Linked DNA regions of Zea mays: region 2 is linked to region 1. Evidence: chromatin contacts called from public Hi-C data. All regions are on one chromosome and are shown on one strand. Each heading gives the region's core, a stretch centred on a gene start, on an enhancer-like site or on the middle of the called end of the contact. The rest is flanking DNA. Distances are from core to core; before and after follow the strand shown. Region 1 holds the start of LOC100285229. Region 2 holds the start of LOC103644350 (COP1-interacting protein 7).

Region 1 (6,126 bases), core at 2,716-5,215:
TAGGACGCTGTTAACGACGGCTGCTGGCCATTTTCCCAAAAAACAGCCGCTGGTCTGAAAACAGCCTCCAGTTGTTCCCAGAAAATAGCCGCAGTTCACAGTTAAACATTGAACCTGTTTTTCCCAGAAAACATAACTTTTTTTCCCAGAAAACAGCACTTTCTGAAAACAGCCACAGATTGTTCAACACCCAGAAAACAGAACTTTTAATAGAACATTAACACCCAGAAAACAAATTGTTCAACACACCCATTTAGATCTGCTTACAGATTGTTCAACACCCAGAAAACAGCCCAAACAGAGTTCACAAACAGATTTTTGCTGCTGGCATCTAGCTATTAAACAGACCAAACCTTTTCCGGCTGGCATCATCTAGCTACATTGTTCACAAACGGATACAAACAGATTTCACAAACGCTCCCAGAATTTTATGTCTTTCTAGCTACTCCCTTTGCACATCACGCTTCATTTTCTTCCTCGGAGTAATTTTCTTCACAAGCCACTTCAAACTTCTGGGTGGAGAACTAAGAGGGGTTTCAACACGCACAAGTTCTGCATGAGTGTTCATGTCTTCATGGCCACCGGTTTCAACAAGCACTAGTTCTGCATCAGCATTGCTGTCTTCTTGGCCACCGGTTTCAACACGCACTAGTTCATCGCCACCGGTTTCAACAAGCACTAGTTCTGCATCAGCATTGATGTCTTCTTGGCCACCGGTTTCTACATCTTTATTTGAAGTACTAGGTTGTGATGTAGAAGTCCGCAACTCTTTCGGGATCCAATTTTTCGTAGTATTCTTCCTTGGTTTCCTCTTCCTACAAAGTAAAACATTGGTCAATTAAACAGTAAAACATTGGTCAATTAAACACTACAGCATTGGTCAATTAATAAATGGAGTCTTAACCTCTTCTTTGTTCCATTCAAAGGGCATTTATAACTGGTCTTCCGATGACCTAGTTGACCACAGCTTGGACAAGTGTATTGTCTTTTTATCTTAGTTGTTCCTTGAGCATTCTGTATGACCTTTCTTTTTGTCCCACTGCCACCCTCTAGACAACTCTTCATTCTGTTTTTCCTTTGTCGCCCAACCGTTCTTTTAGCCATTGGTGCACATACCTCCTTTGAAAAATCCACCTTCGGCCAAAAAGAACGGTCACCAATAGGTTGAATCCTTCCCATGTAAGCTTTTCTAAACTTGTCTACAGAATAATACTCATCAACAAAGTTCTCCATACCAACATTCCTTACATCCTGGGCAACAATCACTGCCAATCCATGTTGACAAGGTTTTCCTGTGTGCTGCCACTCTTCACAAGAACATTGTCTCGACTCTGCCTTCACCACATGTTTTGTCAAACAATTAGTACTATCCCTCACCTCTGCCAAGTAATTGTCACTTTTTACAATTGTCAAATGGCCCAATCCTCTAGTCTGAGCTTTCAGTGTAGCCATAACAGATGGCAAGATCAATCCCTGCAGTCTTTCCCCTATCTTTCTCCTCCGATGAAACAACTCCATGGTAATCTCTCGAATCTTATCAGCTAAGTCACAAATAGGTAGGTCCTTGTGATCCTTCACCCAGTTGTTAAAGACCTCAGCCATGTTATTTGTTATGTAATCACATTTAATAGATGGGTCGAAACCACTCCTGTACCAAAGAAATTTGTGATGTTGATCCAAATATTCAGCTATCTTAGGAATACTTCTTACTTGGCTGACATGGTGCTCAAACACTTCCCTTCTATATGCCCTTGCAGCTGGATACATGTGTTCGGAACCTGAGTAGCTTTTGACATAGTTGTTCATGAGATGTCGGAAGCACTCTCTCTTCTCAGCATAAGGGAAACAATGTGTCACTGCATGCATTAAGCCTTTTTGAGCGTCCGAACAAATAGCTAGTACTCCATGTTCTCCAACAGCCTTCTTTAATTGGGACATGAACCAAATCCAACTTTCAACTGTCTCAGTTTGGAAAAACCCAAATGCTATAGGAAACATCCAATTATGGCCATCCACACCGGTTGCTGAAGCAAGCTGGCCATTCCATCTACCGTTCAGTGCGGTCGAGTCGACACTTATGTATGGTCTACAACCATCCCTAAACCCTGAGATGCAAGGTCCTAAGGCACAAAAGAAACGGTTGAAATAGTACTTCCCATCCTCTAACACCACATCAATCTCTACAATGCTGTCAGGCTCCTTAGCAAGGACTGCCTCCCGCCAAGAGAATAAGAGCTTGAAACTCTCCTCCCAAGTGCCAAACAACTCTTGTAATGCCTTCTCCTTGCCCTTCCAAACTGTGTCGTACCCAATAGTGACATTGTGAATTCCTTGAAGTGTATCTTTCAATTCCTTGGCACCCATCTGGGGTTTCTTCATAAGAAGTGGTAAAGCGTGAAAAGCTACCCATCCACAACTTGGTGTAGTCGTCTTCCTCCTTCCACTAGATGTGCAAGTATGCGTATCATGCAATACAGCAACCTGCAAAAATAGTCGAATCACAACTATGCACACAAACATACCATAAATTCACAACATAGCTGTGGTACAAATGTATGATTTAACATACCACAATGGTCGGTAAACCTTTCTTTTCTTCCCGTGCATAAATCCTCCAATGGCAATCATCACCTTTACAATATCCGACGTATCTGGTAGTCGAAGTTACCTCTATTCCTAGCTCGAACTCATGTTTTATGGCATATTGCCTCATAGCAATTCGAAATTCTTTCATGTTGGGAAACAAACTACCAGGTTGCATTGACAGATTCATTTTATCATACACAACCCTCTTCTCATTTGGTAGGAAGTCCTCCATTGGTTGGTCTATACTATTGTCTCCAAAATTAATAGGCTCCGATTGATCCAAATTACTAGTACCACCTAAAACGGATTCATCTCTTTGATTTTCCTTTGCCTTGTCCTCTTCATTCAGACCTAGTTCAGAATACATTTGCATCTCACTTGGAACATCACGTCTCCCTTCCTCATTCCAAAAATCGCTTAGTACAAAAAATTCCCAATCGTTGTCCTGCATGACCAACTGAATTCACATACCTTGCTAACCTCACTATAGTTTACAATATTGCAGGGAGACATACCTTATTAGCAGTCTGACCACGTAAGGGACTTGAACTATGCGGTGAAGACAATGTGGGACCTGACAGTAATTCAACACATTATTTACAAAACCAATGGTTATATGTACAATAATCATAGCACGGTCGACCAATATTAACTACCTTGGGGGGGGGGGAGAAATGCCAATGTCCGCGTCGTTGAACAGCTCCAAATCATCCATCAGAAACTAACGGGCCAGGAACACACGACGAGTTGGATCTGGTTGGGGGAGAGAAGTTCAACGAATGGGGCAGAGAAGTTCAACGAATCGGGGTGGAACACAGCGGGGTGGGCGGCGCACTTCAATCCGGTCCTAGACAACGTTTGGCAGCAACCTTCTCAGGGGGAAAACTGGTGACGACTCCCACTGCTTGCATGAACAAGGGCGACGCGGCAGGCACCCCAAGTTCTTCTGCCCGCAGCAAAAATTCCTGGCCCGCAGCAAAAATTCTCCGTCGGTGGGGGGAAAACAGCGGGGTGGGGGTGGAGAAACTCACGGGCGAGGCGGAGTTCAAGCCGGTCCGAGACGAGAGCTCTCTGGTGCGTTTGAGAGAAGGAGAAGAGCGAGAAGGGAGAAGACGGGAAAGCAGCAGAGCACTCACGGCGCTGGGACGGCGGCTGTCTAAACAGCCCTAATCTCCGTTCAAAACTGGTAATGGCGTGGTCATGTCCATTTTGAAGTGTGGGTTGTCCCTTGTTTTCCATAATAGAGAATCACTCGCCTACGCCTCTAAATCGTCGAAGCCGCATCTTAAGACATCCATAATAGCAAATTTCTCCTGTCAGAGGCAGACACAGCCAGCCGGCCGCTGCTGTGCCTCGCTGCTGTGCCTGCCTGCCGGCTGCCGCCATCCATCCTTTTTCCCTTCCTCCCCTCACCCCCTCGTCGGAATCGGAACGGCTGTCGTCTGCCCCTTCGCCCCCCTCTTCGATCCCTCACCCCACCCAGTGCTAGCTAGCTAGCTAGCTTCTAGTGGCTAGTAGCTCCCCTCCCCTGTGGGCTGCAACCTGGTTTGGGTTCGCGGATCGATCGCGAGATCAATCAATCCATGGCGCGGACCAACTGGGAGGCCGATAAGATGTGAGTTCCTTCCTTCCTTCTCTTTCGATTTCGATTTGATTTTATGACGATGATTGTCTGATCCTGATCTCAATCTCAATCCCAATCCCAATCCCGTCCAGGCTCGACGTCTACATCTATGACTACCTGGTGAAGCGCAACCTGCAGGCCACCGCCAAGGCCTTCATCGCCGAGGGCAAGGTCGCCACCGACCCCGTCGCCATCGACGCCCCCGGCGGCTTCCTCTTCGAGTGGTGGTCCATCTTCTGGGACATCTTCCATTCGTCCACCGCCAAAGCCTCATCCACATCCACTGCCGCCGCCTTCATCGACCACACCGCCAAGCAACAGCAGCCAATCGGCGCCGGGACCGGGGCGCCTCCTCCTCATCCCCTTCACGATGTATGTGTACTACTGCTACTCATCCTCTACTACTTGCGTGCCCCCATGTCTTCAATCAATCAATCGATTCGATTCTATTTTATTAGTCCAGAGAGCACCAGATGAGGCTCCAGCAGCTGCTGCACCAACACAACCCCCACCTCCACACTACAAGAGATGCTTCTCCTCCCGCCTCTATCAATGCCCTCAACTCCGATGTCTCCGCTGTCCTCGCGTCCAAAATGATGCAAGACCGAGTCAGGAACCCCAACCCTATTGACTCCGACGCCTCACAGCATCTCCTAGACGCAAACAGGATCGCGCTTCTAAAGTCACCACCACCTAGCCACACTGGGTAAGCTGTTGTGCACCTCATCCACCCACAACCACTCTCATCAACTCTATTAATTATCATGACCCTGTTCTGACTATGATCCATCCCTTTCTCCTTTCAGGCCTATGCCTATGCAGCAGCAGCTTCATCCAAGGAACCAGCAACTTGTAACATATCCCTTCTACCCTATCTTATTATCTCACTCAACAATACTCCTTAATACTCTCTCCATCAATCTTCAGGACATCAAGCCCGATGTTGGTATGCCACAGAGAACGATGCCTGCAGACCCTTCTTCCATGTATGCATCAGGGATGATGCACCCAAAACCTGCATTACTTGCCACTGGTTGGTAACTTACTAATTCTTCCTCAACTGAATTACTGTTGCTGCTGCTGCTGCTGCTGCTGTTTCTACTTCTTGCTCAAGAAAATTGATTGTAAATTCTTTCCTCCTAGTTCCTTGCAGTAACAGGTGATCCATGCTAGTGAAAATGTGCAAAAGCCCCTCTATGCTTCTGAGTAAAGTTGTATTTGTAATTTCATAGGCCACAACATAAGTGCCATGGGCATGGATGTGTTCTCCAGCATGCCCGTTTCATGACACATTTTTTTTTTTCATTTGGGCGTGAGAGGTACAAATGTCTTCGTTTGGTTATTGGTAAGAACAACCTAGTGCAGCCTTATCCGTACATTAAGACCAGATTAATTTGGCAAAAACCATGGCAAAAAAACAAACCTTCCTAATACTAGTACTCTCTTATGGAAAATCTGCAGACTAGGACGGTATTGATATAAATTAGTTGGAACCTTCAAATAGTAGCATATAGATACATGAGTTCAGTGCCAGAAGAATTACTGAAATTAGTTAATCATGTTCACTTTTACAAATCGAAGGCTGGTTCAGAACATGGCCCTGCTGTTCTGTATAATGCATCCTTTTCACTTGAAGTAATTTTTTTTAGATTTGATTAAAGTAGGCAGTACCGCAGTAGGGATGGATTCTTAAGTCAGGAGACCCCTAGGCATGTAACATTAATTAGTCAGTGTCTCTGAGTAGAAGATGCAAAATGCAGGGGTAAGGCTTCCCTCGGTTATTTCTTTCCCAGACCCCACTCATGTGAGAGCTGCCACCACTGGGTCTGTCCTCTGAGTAGGAGATGCCTTTGACCTGCTTAATACTAATTTTGTTACAATTCATTGCCAGGACTAAATCAAGGTGGTGTTGGGAG
Region 2 (6,126 bases), core at 2,528-5,027, 150 kb after region 1:
CGCGGCACTCCGCGGCGTTGTGGCGACCGTTCGGGTGCACAGGGCATGAACCGCTGCCACCTCTCTGCGGCCGTGGGCGTTTTTTGCGGTCACCCTGGCCTCCGGTCGCTGCTGCGACCACCAGAGCGGTGGACCGCGGCTTCTGATAGTCGCAGTCCTTCTTCTTTTTCTTCTTTCCATCCCGGAGGACGGCCCCCGAGCCACCCGACTGGGCAGCTCCAGTTTGTGGGGCCGAGTGCCATGCACGGCCCTCGGCGGCTCTGGCGCACTTGTTGGCCAGAGCGAAGAGCGTGGGGACAGTTTCCACGTCATGTGTGGCCAACTTCTCCAACATTTTTTCATCACGTACTCCCTGTCGGAAGGCCGTGATGATAGAAGCATCAGAAATACGAGGTATCGTACCTCGCACCCTGGTGAAGCGGGAGATGAACTTCCGGAGGGTCTCCCCTGGCTCCTGCCTCACTGCATGGAGGTGGGCCTCCACACCGTGCTGTTGGTAAGCACTAGCGAAGTTCGCCACAAACCGCGCACAGAGTTCTTCCCAGGAGTAGACTGATCCTGGGGTGAGGTTCATGAGCCAGGTTCAGATAGGTCCAGACAAGGCCACATGAAAATATGTTGCCATCACAGCGGTGTTTCCATCTGCTGCCATGATGGCGGTAACGTACACCTGCAGGAACTCCGACGGGTTCGTCGTCCCGTCGCATTTTTCCGGCAGGTGCGACCGGAACTTGGGCGGCCAGGACGCCGCACGGAGATGATCCGCAAGAGTGGCGCAGCCCACACCGGCCAAGGGGACACCCGTTTGGGACCGGGTGCCCATTGGTGTCTGCGGTGCAACCGCAGCGAAATCTTGGTCGAGGTCGCGACCATCAATGTTTTGGCGGCGCTCGCGCGCCCTTTCCAAGGATACCGGGCGTCCTCCTCCGCACGCCTGCGGTTGAGCTCTGCCCAGAGGTCGTTGGTCTGTGCGCCCCTCACTGAGGGGGAGCGCATAGATGCTGATGCCTCGTGTTGGCGCCAGGATGACCGCGTCTTCGACCTGGTCAAGGTAGAATGCGCCATACTGAGCAGTCGGTCGACGTTGTCCCACCATTGCTTCATGGCTCCTGGTGAGGCCGTGGAGCTTGGAGGGTGTCGCAACAACTCCCTGGCTGCTGACAACGCCCCCGGAGACGCCCTTGATGGAGTTCGGGACGTTTGTGCTACCGTGTGCTGCCGTGCGGCGTGCACAGTAGGAGTGACTAGTGCTGGGCGACTGGGAACCTACGGTGTGGAGGAAACAACTTCTCCCTCCACCGCAAAGTCAACCGAAGTCTCGGCGTGGTGCTCAATGATCTGCACCATCATGCTTGGGCAAGGGATCAAGCAAAAACCTAATGCCTAGCCCCTACCTGGCGCGCCAAATATCGGAGAGTAAATCTCCGGCCGGGTGGCGGAGTGCACCCGCCCTAAATCCTGAGATGAGGAGGGGCTTAGGCGTTTTGCTTGATCGTTGGAATGAATGGGAAGAACTCAAGAACACACAAGGATTTAGAGTGGTTCGGGCCGCCGGAGCGTAATACCCTACTCCACTGTGAGATGTATTGCTTGTGAGCCTGCGAGTCTAAGGTGTGACCTAAGATTGCGTGTGTGTGTAACGTCGCATGCCTCCCCTTTTATAGTTGAAGGGGGGCATGCACAAAGGCACTGGGCCCCGACATGTGGGCACAGGGACATAAAGAATATAGTGCTTGGAGCCTACTAATGTCTGTTGCCGAGGCAATCTTCTTGCGCCCTGACGCCCAAGATCTGCGTATCCTTGGCGTATAGGGGAAGCTTCTTGTAGAAGGGATGATGAGTACAGTGTGCTGCCTGGCACGGTCGTACTGTTCGCCAGCAGACCCAGCAGGCGCGCCGCCTGCTGGATGACCTTGACACCGCCTGCCAGCGGATGGGATGGGACACATTAAATGCTGAGAGGACACGGCGCCCGTCAGCGCAGTGGCAGGCGGCATGTCTTCTCCCAATAAATGAGGGGCTGCACGACTTCACACCAGGTTCGGCCCGGTAGCTTATATCATGGGCCACAAGCAGCGGGCCTCCGCCTGAGCAGGAAGTGGAGGGCAAGGCCCAGACACGTGTTAGCACCGGACCCCTGCTCATACCAGGGTCCCCCTCGCTCCGGGACCCTGCTGAGGTTCAGACCTACCCGGGGGCTCCGGACTTATATGTATAGGGGTCCAGTGTCCTTCTGTGGGGGTCCGGACTTACTGGGATGTGTTGTCTTTCCTTTCCATGTGACACCCTTTGGTCTGCCCATGCGGTGGGGTCAGACGTCGTCCCCCGCGTGGCCAGGGGACGTCGTATTGGAGCGGCGTCTTCATGCTGTAGAAGAGGGTACCCCTGATTTAGGGTACCGACAAATGTAATATTAATACTGTCAACATTCATACATGTTTTGTGAAATGCGAATATGTATGAATTAATGAAATGCAGTTACTGTCTTTATCCTTTCACATTACTATTCACATATTAAATGATGAAGGTATGTCCTTCTTGACCTTCGTCTGATGAGCATTATACCCATGTGGAAATAATGCTTCGGGAGACGAATATCTATAAAAAATCACAATTGTGTTGCCTTGTTCTTGATCTATAGTATTTGAGAACAGATGACCAACATCAATTTTTGGGTGAACATGGGGAATTCATTAGATTGCTTTGGAAATAGTGCATCTTGAGTTTGGTACGGCTATTGCTACAAAAATTTTGAGTCCAAACTTAACTATGATGATCAGAGCAATTAAAGGGACCTCAACCATGCTAATACATATATGTGTTCTAATTACATTGCTTTTTTGTGATAGAAAGAATGTTTTTTTGCTCTTTTGGCATCATTTGCAGCTTGAAAAGCTACTTAATTTAAAAATTATGCCCTTGCATGCTATATTAATTTAGTTAGTATTTGTAGTTTTGTGATAAATTTTGAGTGAATGATTGAGGATGCAACGAATTCTGTATCACGTGTTTCCTCTATACCTCATTATGTGTGTTACTTCCACATTTGCTTTTTGGGGGCAACGGATATAGCTTCGGTGTGAGTTTAGAATATTTAACTTTTGGATCTACAATCATTTCTTTTTGTGAGTCATTGTTGTACATCTCTTTCCTTTCATATGAAAGGCTGCTGATATTTTTGGTCTTAACATTTCAACAAAATTCCTATTTTTTGCCTGGTTTAATATAATCACAGCATAATATACATAACTGGTCCTTACTAACAAAATAAAATCTCTTCATGTTAATTTCATGTTTGGACAATGGATTTGCTTCATGAGAATAATTTGGACTAAATAAATTGCTCGCTTTTCATATATTTTAAATTTATAAAATTTTAATATCTGGATGCAGGTATGCATTCTTTATAACGCACTGGCTAATGCTATTTTCTATGGTACGTTTACATTGGATCGGCATTATAGGCTACCCGTCAGAATAAGAATATTTAGTGGGCATCATAAATTCCGATCGTTTGATGTAATATATGGCTGGACAAAACCATAATGATTGCCTATCGAAGGACTGATACTGTTCTCACTATTCTTGCTTATGCTAAAATATTGTGTCTCAAATTTATTATCACTTGAGGTTTCTTTGTTTTGAAAAATAAACAACAATATACGCTTGACTTTAATTTATATGGGCTTTTACTGTTTTTTATATTGCTCTATAGACAGCTGCAGGTAAAACAGCCGTTTTAATAAAAAAATTTAATGTAAATAACCTCCACCAACCGGGCAGCGGCAGCGACAAATTAAAGCAAGCTCTCTCAACCTGTCTGCAGTCTGCACTGCACTCAACCACCACCCGCGCTCCCCACCCCACCTCCCCTCCCCTCCCCCCTACAGATTTTCACTTTCCAATTCCTATTTATCTCTTCTTTTGTTCTTTAATTTGGTTCGTACGTACAAGACTTCTCGGATCACTCGTCTTCTTTGATTGCATCATCGAGACCTGCATTTTCCCTTCCAAATTCGTCACTCACTCTGGTTGGCCGCCTTCTGTCTTCTGATCCAATCCGGTTGAAATCCTCCGTCTCCTTCCAGCAAGATCTGGCACATAAGGAGAATCGGCAAGAACCATTCTGCAAATGAGGCCGGATACGCGGCTTGAATCGGCGGTGTTCCAGCTCACCCCGACCCGCACCAGGTGAGCTGCCGGATCTGCTCGAGTAACTCCCGGCGATGTTTCTTTGTTTCCTCTGGTAATTTGGCCAGTCAATTATATATATATGTGTCATCTTTTGTGGCTCTGGTGTGTGGCGTGTTGCCAAAAATGGAGCGAGCTCTGGAAGCTCGGGCATGGCATTTCCCCATGAAACGGCAAAGCTTTCGGCTTTCGCCTTAACCTCGTATGCGTTGCCAAGCCTGGCTTGGTTAACACTGCAGTGCTAGTCTGCTAGATCTGATGTCCTCATGCTCTAAATTTGATCGAGTACTATGGCCGCAGCTTTACCGTCTGCCACGCAAATGATTTGTTTCTCTCTTCTCCCCATCTTTTTTCTAGGTGTGATTTAGTTGTGGTGGCGAATGGACGGAAGGAGAAGATAGCCTCTGGTCTGCTGAACCCATTCGTCGCCCATCTCAAGGTTGCACAAGAACAAATTGCCAAGGGAGGCTATTCTATCACACTTGAGCCTGACCCAGAGATTGATGCACCCTGGTTTACCAGGGGCACGTTGGATAGGTTGGTTTGCGTCCCATTGTTAGGGGTTGTCATTTGCAAATTTGTTCTTTGACAATATACGTGGTGATTTGAATCCCTCTCTTTCGCAGGTTTGTTCGATTTGTCAGTACACCAGAGGTCCTGGAGCGGGTCACAACCATAGAGTCTGAGATATTGCAGATCGAGGATGGCATTGCCGTCCAGGGCAGTGACAGTCTTGGGTTGAGATCTGTAAGCAGACATCTATGCCTGATAACTTTTGACTAACATACTAATATCAGAAAGATGAGATGTTCATATTTGTGCTTTGTTAGGTGGAATACTATAATGGGAAATTGGTGGACTGCATGGAAGGTGAAATGCTGACGAGCATTTCTTTATTTCACCACGAGTCATAGAACAAACAGCATATGTGCCATCTGTGGAGTCTTTGTTTTATCACCTAAGTAATGAGCAATGTTTATTTGTTACCAAAAAAGAACTTTCCGTATCTTCATGGACCATGATACTTGGCAAATTGCTATGCAATATTTACTTTAGCATTTAATCATTATAAAGTTTGGTGTAAATGTAAAATCAGGCAATGCTGTTGGATCTTTTACAGGCAGATAGTTTGTTTTCAACATACTGGGCTGCACAAGGAAATCCCAATGTATATGCATGGAGTGACCTTTCCTAGTTATATGGATTCTTAAATTAATTGTTTTAGTTTTAGCTTTAGCTAGCTCATTGGAAGTTATGCATTCTGAGATGGAGCTAGCTATCACGTCGTGCATTTTAGGAAGAGATCACTCTCATAGTCTCATCTACTTTAAAAAAGCTACATTTTTCTTGAAGGATGAATCTGAGGTGCAACTTGTTTTGGCGACAGTTCTTGTATTCTTCTGCCCTGTTGCTGAATGTCCCTGACCCATCTACTTACAGGTAGTAAGGCAAGTTACAATCCTGATGCAGATAGGGCACTTGTTCCATACAAGGTGAATTTGTACAGATAAACCTGCCTCTTCTTTCTGCAAAAGAGTAATGGTATATGTGCTTATCATGTTCTGAGATTCCATATTCTTGGCAGGCTGGTACACAACCAATTCCACCATTGCAGAATCATGATGCTACACAGGAGGAGAATTCAAAGTACCTATGTCTAAAGCAGCATGTTTTGTTTTCTGTAATGTAGTACTTAACGATGCCATGGATGACAATTGGCAGTAAAACTGGTCTACATGGATACCACCGTGATTTAACTAGAACTTATTTTCATTATGGAGTAACATATGCTCCATTTCATGAAGATATGCATAGATTTCTGGCGTGATCATCATTTGATTGTTCTATTACATCATCTGTTTACTTTTTGGATGACTTCTTTATGTGTGCGTTTTCTCTGGAGAAGCATTCGTTTGTATTTTTATTTTCGTGGTG

What was found. A called contact is a pair of places that touch in the nucleus more often than the background predicts.
Region 2: a Hi-C map of endosperm shows a contact between it and region 1, with 1.8 times the contacts expected there. The contact joins the promoter of LOC103644350 here to the promoter of LOC100285229 in region 1. A contact is called at or near these places in 11 of 25 Hi-C or Micro-C datasets (bundle sheath, ear, endosperm and 3 more).

The regions. Positions count from the first base shown.
Region 1 is chr1:307,314,562-307,320,687 of Zm-B73-REFERENCE-NAM-5.0, forward strand. LOC100285229 reads left to right here and starts at 3,966. Exons shown (of 16, transcript NM_001367215.1): 1 at 3,966-4,201; 2 at 4,303-4,582; 3 at 4,669-4,916; 4 at 5,017-5,062; 5 at 5,138-5,243; 6 at 6,102-6,126. The coding sequence starts at 4,170. LOC109943568 reads right to left here and starts at 3,916. Exons shown (of 5, transcript XM_020547058.3): 1 at 3,243-3,916; 2 at 3,102-3,160; 3 at 2,570-3,031; 4 at 905-2,481; 5 at 180-815. The coding sequence starts at 3,297. The coding sequence ends at 443.
Region 2 is chr1:307,465,202-307,471,327 of Zm-B73-REFERENCE-NAM-5.0, forward strand. LOC103644350 (COP1-interacting protein 7) reads left to right here and starts at 3,778. Exons shown (of 13, transcript XM_008667568.3): 1 at 3,778-4,191; 2 at 4,549-4,728; 3 at 4,818-4,938; 4 at 5,022-5,061; 5 at 5,632-5,684; 6 at 5,777-5,838. The coding sequence starts at 4,133.